2 separate regions of the Zea mays genome follow, and region 2 is linked to region 1. The links are chromatin contacts, called in public Hi-C maps. All regions are on one chromosome and are shown on one strand. The core of a region is the stretch at or near the end of the contact, and the rest is flanking DNA. Distances in the headings are between cores, read along the strand shown. Region 1 holds the start of LOC103654817 (cytochrome P450 734A2). Region 2 holds the start of LOC606475.

Region 1 (4,876 bases), core at 2,115-4,614:
AAACATGTTCTTCTTAGTTGCTATCAACTTGTAGGTTGTTCACGGTACTTTTTTGTTATCTTTTAGCTTCTTTTGTTAGGCCTCTTTGTTATGATGGATCAAGTTTATTTGCTCGTCGACATGGAATTTATTGCAAAGCTATTTCTATCACCACACCTCATAGAATTTGATCGGGGGAAGATGGTATATGGATGGTTTCTTTTGAGGCCGTGGATTAAAATCAGCTGTAAAGATATAGTATAAAAAAGAGACATTTGCTAAAGTTGTTTTGATATGGTGGTTTAAAATGAAAAAAAATTGACTGTTGTTGGACATGGATGTATGAGGATTTTGCTACAGTGTCGTTTTTTTTTATCATCCACTTGAGTCAAGGAAAAAGGTAGCTATTGCTTATGGACAACAATCTCTAGCCAGTAGCCACTGAACCAATTATTTGTTCATCATGAAGTGGCACTATCATTGGGCATGCATACCTTCCTGCTCTTGATTGGTAAGTTGCTAATGTTAACTCTTATGAGAAAATGTGGGTAATGGTATGTCATATTAATTATATCTATCTATGTGGATGCTTCTTACAGTGTGTTACTCCCTCCGTCCCAGTATATAAGGCATAACCACCTCTAGTTTAAAGACCAAGAAATGTAATTAATTGTCTCTATACCACTGCATCGATATACATATGCATATAGAGAGCACGCCTTATATTGTGGGACAAGAACAAAAAGTGGTTACGCCTTATATCGTGGGACGGAGGGAGTATATGCAATGGTTGAATCGAAGTGGTACACTAGAAATCACTCATAAGGTTAGAGTTAATTTTTAGTTGAAAACTATATGGATATCGTGGATTGTGGTATTGCACCGTTAAGTGCATACCATTTGGCTCCCTAAAATCTCTCGGACGGAGCCGCTCCCGAGGATGGAGCCGTTCCATCCCAACTGGCTCCGGAACCAAACACTATCTAAAAGGGAGTGAACTATGCAACTATAAGGGAGAATAATCCTAGGCTAGGAATTTTAGATCACGTTTCTAGGGATATTCTAATATATGTTGTTGATAGTTCATTCAAGCATGTTGCTATTGATCATGAGTTTGGCACATTTGTATTCGTGCTTAAACAAAACCACATTAAAAGCTTGTTCGGTTGCATGGAAGTTGTTGGTCACTTGTTTTTAATTGCTGTACGAAATCAAAAACAAAGCAACACAAGGTTAAAGAGTAGAAATATTCGTCCTTAAAGTGTTATCCTTTCGGGATAACAACTCAAGGACAAAGGTAGAGCGTAATCGAATGAAATACACAAATTATGACGAAGTAAGACATCAGAACTCATCTCATGTGCCTTAGCATTTTATTTTCTTCTCATTGAAGATAAGTTTACAATCATACCTTCGAATTCTTAATATAAGATAGCACGAATGTGTTTTAAAGGTTGAGCTATGCGAAGCTGTAGTACCTGGATAAAAGTACTTTATGCAGGGCAGCACCTGGATAAAAGTACTTTATGCAGGGTACAATTCATCTATTTATAAGGGAGATGAACCGACCTTGTACGTATTTACAATAATGCCCATCTATTTTTACATATATCATTTACAAATGGTATCGGGATACTAGTGTACTTTTCTTTGTTCTTGACTTCACGAGTTCTAGCCTTCGTCACCTGACTACTTCTTCCTTTTTGGCTTGTGGCCGAAGCCGCTACCTTCGGCCACTGTCTTTATTACTTGCATATAGACGAAGTGTTTTTGTATGTTGCTCTCTGTCAAAGCTTAGCTTCGTACGCCTGTAAGGACATTCCTGAATGCACTTGTTAATCGCCGAAGCCAGATGTTAGACAAATAATTTTTGGGATTCAAGTGTTCATCGGCAAAACCTTTCCTAGTACCCTTAAGACAATTATGTGACATAACAAAACAAAGGACCTTCGGCAATATAGGCCCCGAAAGAAATAGAATGAGATTGAGCATGGGAGTAGAACAGGATTGAGGGAGATTAAATCTCTTTCCATTTAATTTTGTCTAGCAAGGGATGTAATCTCCTTCAATTCACTTCTAACCGAACAAACCCTAAACAAGAAGTTCTAGATGCTACTTCAATTCATCAATACCAAGCAAGCTCATTTTCGAAGGAGATAATTGTCGAAAGAAGATGAGGTATGCCTACACAATAAGCCACATAGTCCAATTGTTGCCTTTCTGATCATTGAATGGATTCACCTGCAAGTTTGATCTAAGCTTGGACGTGCCATACATTGAGATTGTTCTCTTGCAGATGTTATGTCGGCCAATAAAATATTTATGGGTGGCAATCTACATGGTAAAGGAGAAATAATCAAGAGAGGCTATCGACACAATGTTTATTCTATATATGTTGATGAAAGTGTCAGCAACAGGAAGTCCACCGTCGGCATCGAACTTACTTCCTAGACCAGCACATAGCTCGTGATGACACTATGATCCCATGGAGGGGAGAGGAGGGGTCGACGACGATGGTGACAGTACAAGGGAGGGGAGGGGCGGTGAGGTCGTGAGGGAGGGGATAGATGACAGATGATTCAAACAATATCGTGCATTTGATTTGAGTGGGTAAGGGAGAGAAGGTTACCTAGAAATTTGAACCATTGATTTTGATGGTGTGTTAAGTCTGAGTATAATTTGTTTGGTGTATTCAGTAAAGATAGCGTAGAGTGATTTGATTAGATAAGTATTGTAAAATATAAACCAGTGGATTATGGATTATATAGTGTTATAGACTACTGTTTTTTTACGACTTATCTTTTTCCTTCTAGCGTTTATCGAAGATTTTGGTGGAGTCTCTTCTAGAAGTTTCATAGTAAATAGTGAGATTGTTGGCGCATGATTTCTCTTTTTTTGAGAAATGGTTTTACTTGTTTTTGGACATGGATTTTGAAAGTTTTGTTGGGACTAAACATGAAATTTTCTAAACATGTCAAGCCACACGCCATCCCTCCATCCAACATGGTCAATTAAGGGTGTGTTTGGTTTCTAGGGACTAATGTTTAGTCCCTAGATTTTATTCTATTTTAGTTCTAAAATTACCAAATATAGAAACTAAAACTTTATTTTAGTTTCTATATTTACCAATTTATACACTAAAAAGGAATAAAATGAAGGGACTAAACATTAGTCCCTAGAAACCAAACACCCCCTAAATAAAGTGACGAAGGCCACCCGTTGACCCTTACAACCCACCAGCTCCAAAACAAAAATTCTTCCTTTCCTCTCTCATCAGTCATTCCTGCGCTCCCTCCCGTCTCCATCGCCCGCCGGAACGGCCTCTCCCCGGCGACCTCCCCACCACTATATAACCGCCCTACCCTTCCTTCCCTTGCCTTCCCTTCTCATCACAGAACCCTTCAGCCATTACCACCACCGTTTCTTTCGAAATCCTCTGTCTCTGCGTGCGTGGCACACAAGCGCACGGCTATTACCAGAGAGCCAGCTCCGCCCTGCTTGGTTCCATTCCAAGAAGCAATTAAGGGGGCAGGAAACAAAGACTCAGGCTGCAATGGGGGAGGACATGGACGCGGCCGGCGCGGGCTGGCTGTCGTGGCGAGCGGCGGCGGTCGCCGTTCTCGCTTGGCTGGCGCTGCACGTGGCGGCGCGCGTGGCGGACGCGCTGTGGTGGCGGCCCCGGCGCCTGGAGGCGCACTTCGCGGCGCAGGGCGTGCGCGGGCCGCCGTACCGGTTCCTGCTGGGGTCCGTGAAGGAGATGGTGGGGCTCATGGCGGAGGCCTCGTCCAAGCCCATGTCGCCGCCAACCTCCCACAACGCGCTGCCCCGCGTGCTCGCCTTCTACCACTACTGGCGGAAGATCTACGGTGCGTGCCCTGGCTTGGCCTCTCTCTCTCCCACGTCCCACCTCTCGCTTTCGCCCATGTGTTGCGTCGCCGAGCATGTGCTCCCCCCTTTCCGTTTGATTGCTCATCTTTTTGGTTGCATCTCCGTGATCTGTTCCCTCCGTGTCCGCTTTCCGGCGCCCCTCTTTCTCTCTCTCTGTCCTGCAGAATTGCTCCCCTGTGCATGTCTGTTTGCGACCAGGGGCTCAGCTTTTGTCTCTTGTTGTCAGCAGAGCACAGCGCAGCTCTTCTCTCTCTCTCTCTTAGTCTCTCTCTCTCTGTCCAATTGCGCTCATGGTGTTTACTCCCTCTCCCTTCTTTCTCCAGACTCTCTCTATCTCACTTCAGTTGCTGCCATGCCATGCCCCATGCTGCCTGCTAGCTCTTGTCCTTCCCCTGCCCCTGCTCGCCTTGCCTTGCTTGCCCCTCTGGCTCTTGCATTCAATGGAGCTGGGCTTTGGATCATGAGCGGAGCACATGGGAGAAAACCAGCGCAGCACAAGTCCAAAGTCTTTTTCTTTCTTTCTTTCTCTTTTCCTTTGGTCTTTGTGTTCTTGGCAATCCACGGTTGGACGATCAGTTGGTTGGTAATGGTTGGCTGATTGACCGGCGGCGTTCTCCACATGCGCAGGACCGAACTTCTTGATCTGGTTCGGGCCGACGCCGCGCCTGACGGTGGCGGAGCCGGAGCTGGTGCGCGAGATCTTCCTGACGCGCGCGGAGGCGTTCGACCGCTACGAGGCGCACCCGGTGGTGCGCCAGCTCGAGGGCGACGGCCTCGTCAGCCTCCACGGCGACAAGTGGGCGCTCCACCGCCGCGTCCTCGCCGACGCCTTCTACCCGGACAACCTCAAAGTAAGACAGAGGCTTTTCCATGCCGCTCTGCTCTGCTCTGAGCAGTCCGTTGTGCGGTGCCTGACGCGCGCCTTGTTCTTGTTGGTCCTCTCTGGCAGCGGCTGGTGCCCCACGTCGGCCGGTCGGTGGCGGCTCTGGCGGAGAAGTGGCGCGCCATG
Region 2 (4,824 bases), core at 6-2,505, 400 kb after region 1:
GCTAAATATACCGGACAAAACAGTTTACAGACTATTGTTGGAGACAATCTTATATTCTTCTACGAAGGCTCTTAGGCCCGGGCTATGTGCGAGCAGTGCACTTGCAAGCCTCAAAAAATTAAGAGTCCCAAAATTATCAGATTGTTCTAGTTTTAGGCAGCGGTGAAGCTAGAGCAAAATTAAGGATGGTGCATTTGACTTGTGGATACATAAGAATTTATTTTACGGGCGCATATATGGTAAAATTTTAACCAATTTTATAGATTTTATATTTTTTTGGGGTGCATTTGCATCCGCTACCTATAGTGTAGCTTGGTCCCTGGTTTTAGGGTTAGTTTCAGAATACCATTTTTCCAAAGGATTCCTACTTGGGAAAATATGAATCTCTTGGGAAAATGATGTTCCAAAACTAGCCCTTATAATCTTATACAACATATGTTAATATGCAACATCTATCTTCCTTCCTACCCTACCGTTGCGTCAAAGCGGAACAAAGAATGAATCTTCATAGGATTCTAATACATGTTCGCGTGCGTGAATGAAGTTTCTCTAAATTAAACCTACTAAATTTATATTTGTGTTATAGTATGACACAACAAATACATGATATTTAGTAGAATAGCACTCGCGATTAAAGCTATGGAGAAGATTGAATATAAACATATTGTAGAATATATTATTTAAAAACCCACCAAAAACGATGTTATTCAAATAAAATAGATATTTTCTTTATATATTCTATTACACTATATGTTATTGCAAGTTTTAGTTTGTTATTGATTATTTTAAATAAAAATATTAGATCCTACTATTTTAGATTTAGAACATGGCTTTCAAATTTTCATGTCCCAATATTGGTCTTGTTTGGTACAACTTATTTCAGATATTTTTTACAGATTTAAGCAAAAGATGGGCGTTTTTATAGTAGCTTATCAGTTTAATTGTTTCTCGTAATAAATCAAAAGTATAAGTAGAAACTTCAATAAATCTTTTCCTTAAAAAAAAACAGCAGTTGTATTTGTACACAACTACACCATAATTCCAACGATCCTGCCCAAGCCCGTGCACGGTGCAGCCCTTTCCGTGTGGGCCTAGCAAATCGGCCCACCTGTCCTTGAGTCACACAAATCACGTCACCAGCTGGACACTTGGTTGGCTTCCACGAAAGCCACGGCACTGGCACCGCGCGCGGTTTCCCGCTGCCACCGACTCGTGGGACCGGCCGGCGCTGCCCTTTGACCCGCCTCGACGTCGGTGCCTCGCGTCCCTTCCTCTCCCACCGATCAGGCGAACAAATACGCACGCGAACGCAAAGAAAAAAAAACTGTTGTTTTGTTCTTGCGGAGACGAGACGAGACGAGGCGACGCGAGGTAGGTTTTCGGACCCCTCTTCTCAATCCCCTCACGTTTCGTTTCGTTTTGTTTGGGTTCTTCCGCCGTCGATCCTGACGAGATCGTTTCCGTCCTCTCTGCCGACGCGCCGCCGTCTGCCAGTCGCGAGGAGTCGAGGAGGATCGGGGCTCAGGTACACACGTCCGTCTCCTTCCCTTGTTCGTATCATCGTGGTTGGGTCTGTTGGATTTGTTGCTTTTGACGGCATCACGCGATCGGTTGTTTTTGCTGGATTTTTTTTTGTTATTCTTGCCCGCGAGGGTTGGATCGATCTGTAGGGATTTGGATGCAAAACGTTGCCAATACTCGTTGGTTTGGCTGCCGTCTCTCTCGTGCTCTCCTCTCCCGTTGTTATCCTCGTTTGCGCGCGGGAGGTTTTTGGGACCGGGGTTGAGGGGGCGTGTCCTTGAGATTCGTGCGGCCGATGATTAGTCGACAGCTATGGCATGGCATCTGATACGAGGGAATCTGGGGGCTTTTGCCGCCGTGAGCCGTGGAGGAAATCTGAAGGTTTCAGTAGTGCTCTTTGTCTTTCGGGAAATGGGTCTGTCAGACTGTCTCCATGGAAAATATGGGCAGTGGAAAATACTTTCCTTGGAACTGTAGATGACACTGTTTGATACTGTTAGTTTGAAATAGAGGATAGAATAGGGGATGCTTAGTTACAAGGTTGTGATGGACTGTCTGTTTCTGCATTATCTGAAATTATGCTATATGACTGTATTTGACCATTATTATGGTCCCATTGCATGAGTCATTCAGTTGAGTTGTGCCATCATGCTGCGCACCGTTCTGGTCTTATCTACCCAAACTTCATACATCATTTGCTTTGATGTCCCTGATGGGCCACCGTGCAATAGAGATCTTTATGTGCACCTCTATGATGCAATGCAATGCGATGTACACAATCACTGAATCTGCATCGAGACTACACAAGAAAGCTGGTCAGCTAAACTGGCTGACTGACTGACTTTATCCTCGTCGAGGACCGATTACGTCACGAAGAAACTACAGGATGGCAAGTGTGCTGCATGAACACACCACACATGCCGCACTCGATGGCCTGTGCATAGAATCTGTAACAATATAATTAGAGTCCATGCAACGTTGAACCTATTATATTGCTCTCTGTCTTAGGTAGTGCCCATCTGTGGCCCACTCGTGTGCCGCCTCGTTGCTTTGTGGCTCAGTCAGGCAAGCAGCACAAAAGGGAACGAAACAACCAATATATACGTTAATTGTTTGGATTCATGTCAGTGAAGGAGTACAAGCCGGAAAGAGGTGCTCTGCATGGTCTTTGGAATCCTAGATACAAAGATATAGCATGCAAGTGCACCTAATGATTCATTTTATAGGAAGGAGAGCGTACTTAACCAATCCCTTGCAAAAGCGGGGGTTTAAGTTCAGAAAATTGATGATTTGGGACTGCAGTGGATCATTTGTGAATGTTTGACCAGTATGCTGGCTCCAGTCTAGGTAGTGGCTGGATCACTGGATGCAATGCTGTGCTGAGTAATATATCCTGGTCATTTCGTACATATATTCTATAAATTTTACATGGGGCACCACGGGCTCAGATGGTACATATTTCTATGTACACATATACTTAGATGTCTAGTAAGAAACAAACTAACAGTTCGAAGATATATGTGCTATTATCATAAAAATACAAAATTACTTTCATTTATCTATTCGTTGGAAATTGGAATATAGTTTTGGGAAGGATATTTTGCCATCAAATACAGATTAATCTTAAGTTTCAACTTGATAGTTTATCAGTTCATGCCCAAAAATCTGCATATTTTGAAGGTCTTGTTGGTCCCACCAGTAAAAAAAGCACTTGGTAGAACACAGGGTTGTTGCCGAAGATTTTTGTGCTCTGTTACAAGTCTTAATTTCTAATCTGAGTATGCTTGATACCATAAAAGCTAAAGGCTCGAGCTGTTCTTGGTTGTGTAAAAGCAGAGAATCAAAGCATGTTAGGGGCTATCAAGTGACCACTTCCTTTGGGGTTTGGTCATGGTCATGCATTGAAGCACTTCCCTAGGAGAGAATCCAAACTAGCTTTTGGCCCCTCAGTTTTTTTACACGACTCCATGATTTGTGCCTGCTTCTCCTTTCACTTCACCCAAGAGAATGGAATGGAAGAGAAGGCATATCATCCTATGGTTTTGAAACCTATATCTTCTTTTGGTAGCATCTACTACCACGACTGCTAGTACTTGTAACTAGCACAGTAACATAAAAGTAATGAAATAGACGGAGTAGATAAAAAGCGAAAGGAAATCCACTAATGTAAAGCCTCAAGGATGAGCATGATAAAGGGCAAGGGAAACAACACAGTAGATGTAAAACAACTGAAAATTAAAGGGTTGTTCAAAGAGTTCTAAAGACAGTGGTCAACCCCACCCTTGAGGGTTACTTACCTCTTGGTTTAGCTGTGTATTGATGATACTCAGGCATTCTCTCCAGTTATGCACCAGCTCCTCCCTTTGCTTTCTGCCCAGGAATAATTTTTCATCTCGATTTGTGCATAGGGAGTTTCATTATGAGACAATGGCATCTTTCTCTGCATTCGAAAATTCTCTTATAACGAAAAAGATAAAGCCTAGTTCTCATTGCTTACAGCTCAGCAATCCAATTCGCTATGTCTTGATTTGTAGTTTTTCCTTTTCTTTCTTTTCTGTCACTTTCACCCATTTAATTCTGTATCAGATAACCATGTGGCCATCTGCCAGTATGCTTTTGCGTTAAGATTAAACAACATTGTGGACATGAGTAGAGACTGCTATTTTTAGTATACGTGGACAATGGTGTGTCTATCAGTAGCCCGTTGTTGATCAAAGTGAGGAAAACCCCTTGGGGCCCAAGTGAAGTGGTATATCAATTCACAATGAGTTTTTGCCAAAAGTAAGATAGCTGAGGTTATTTGCTGAGCTTATATGCTGAGCAGAAGTGGGGTGAATTGTATTTGCTTGTCAACCATATCATATTTGTTTAAAGACATTTGTTTTTCTTTGCATGAACTGAATTAATGTTTTTTTACTGTCTTGCATTGCATTGGGCCGGGGTGCGGCGATTACAATGAAAGGTGGTACAAACAAAGGAGCGTCAGGGGTTGAGGGGGAGGGGTAAGAGTGGTTCTTTTTCAAGGAATTACATGAGCTAGGGAATTCATATTCGAGGGCTAAGGACAGTACACCATTGGTCGGCAAAGCAGCGTCTGTTAGGGGGCAAACGGTGTGCCCAGAGGCGAGCGTCTGATTGGTAGTGGTGGTGATCTTTTTTTTCTTTTTGCAAAGAAAAGATTTCTTATTTGTTAGATTAACTTAGTTCCAAATGTTGAAGTTTATAAGTGCATTGTCCATTTCTTCCTGATAACTTAAGCTTTTGAGTTGAACTCGTTGTTGTGTGCAACTTAACAAGATACCA

The links. Hi-C and Micro-C count contacts between places; a contact is called where the count stands out from the background.
Region 2: a Hi-C map of ear shows a contact between it and region 1, with 2.8 times the contacts expected there. The contact joins the promoter of LOC606475 here to the promoter of LOC103654817 in region 1. A contact is called at or near these places in 3 of 25 Hi-C or Micro-C datasets (ear, root tip and tassel).

What each region holds. Positions count from the first base shown.
Region 1 is chr4:239,976,562-239,981,437 of Zm-B73-REFERENCE-NAM-5.0, forward strand. LOC103654817 (cytochrome P450 734A2) reads left to right here and starts at 3,365. Exons shown (of 5, transcript XM_008681641.3): 1 at 3,365-3,845; 2 at 4,495-4,718; 3 at 4,817-4,876. The coding sequence starts at 3,533.
Region 2 is chr4:240,378,399-240,383,222 of Zm-B73-REFERENCE-NAM-5.0, forward strand. LOC606475 reads left to right here and starts at 1,256. Exons shown (of 5, transcript NM_001309486.1): 1 at 1,256-1,371; 2 at 1,495-1,525.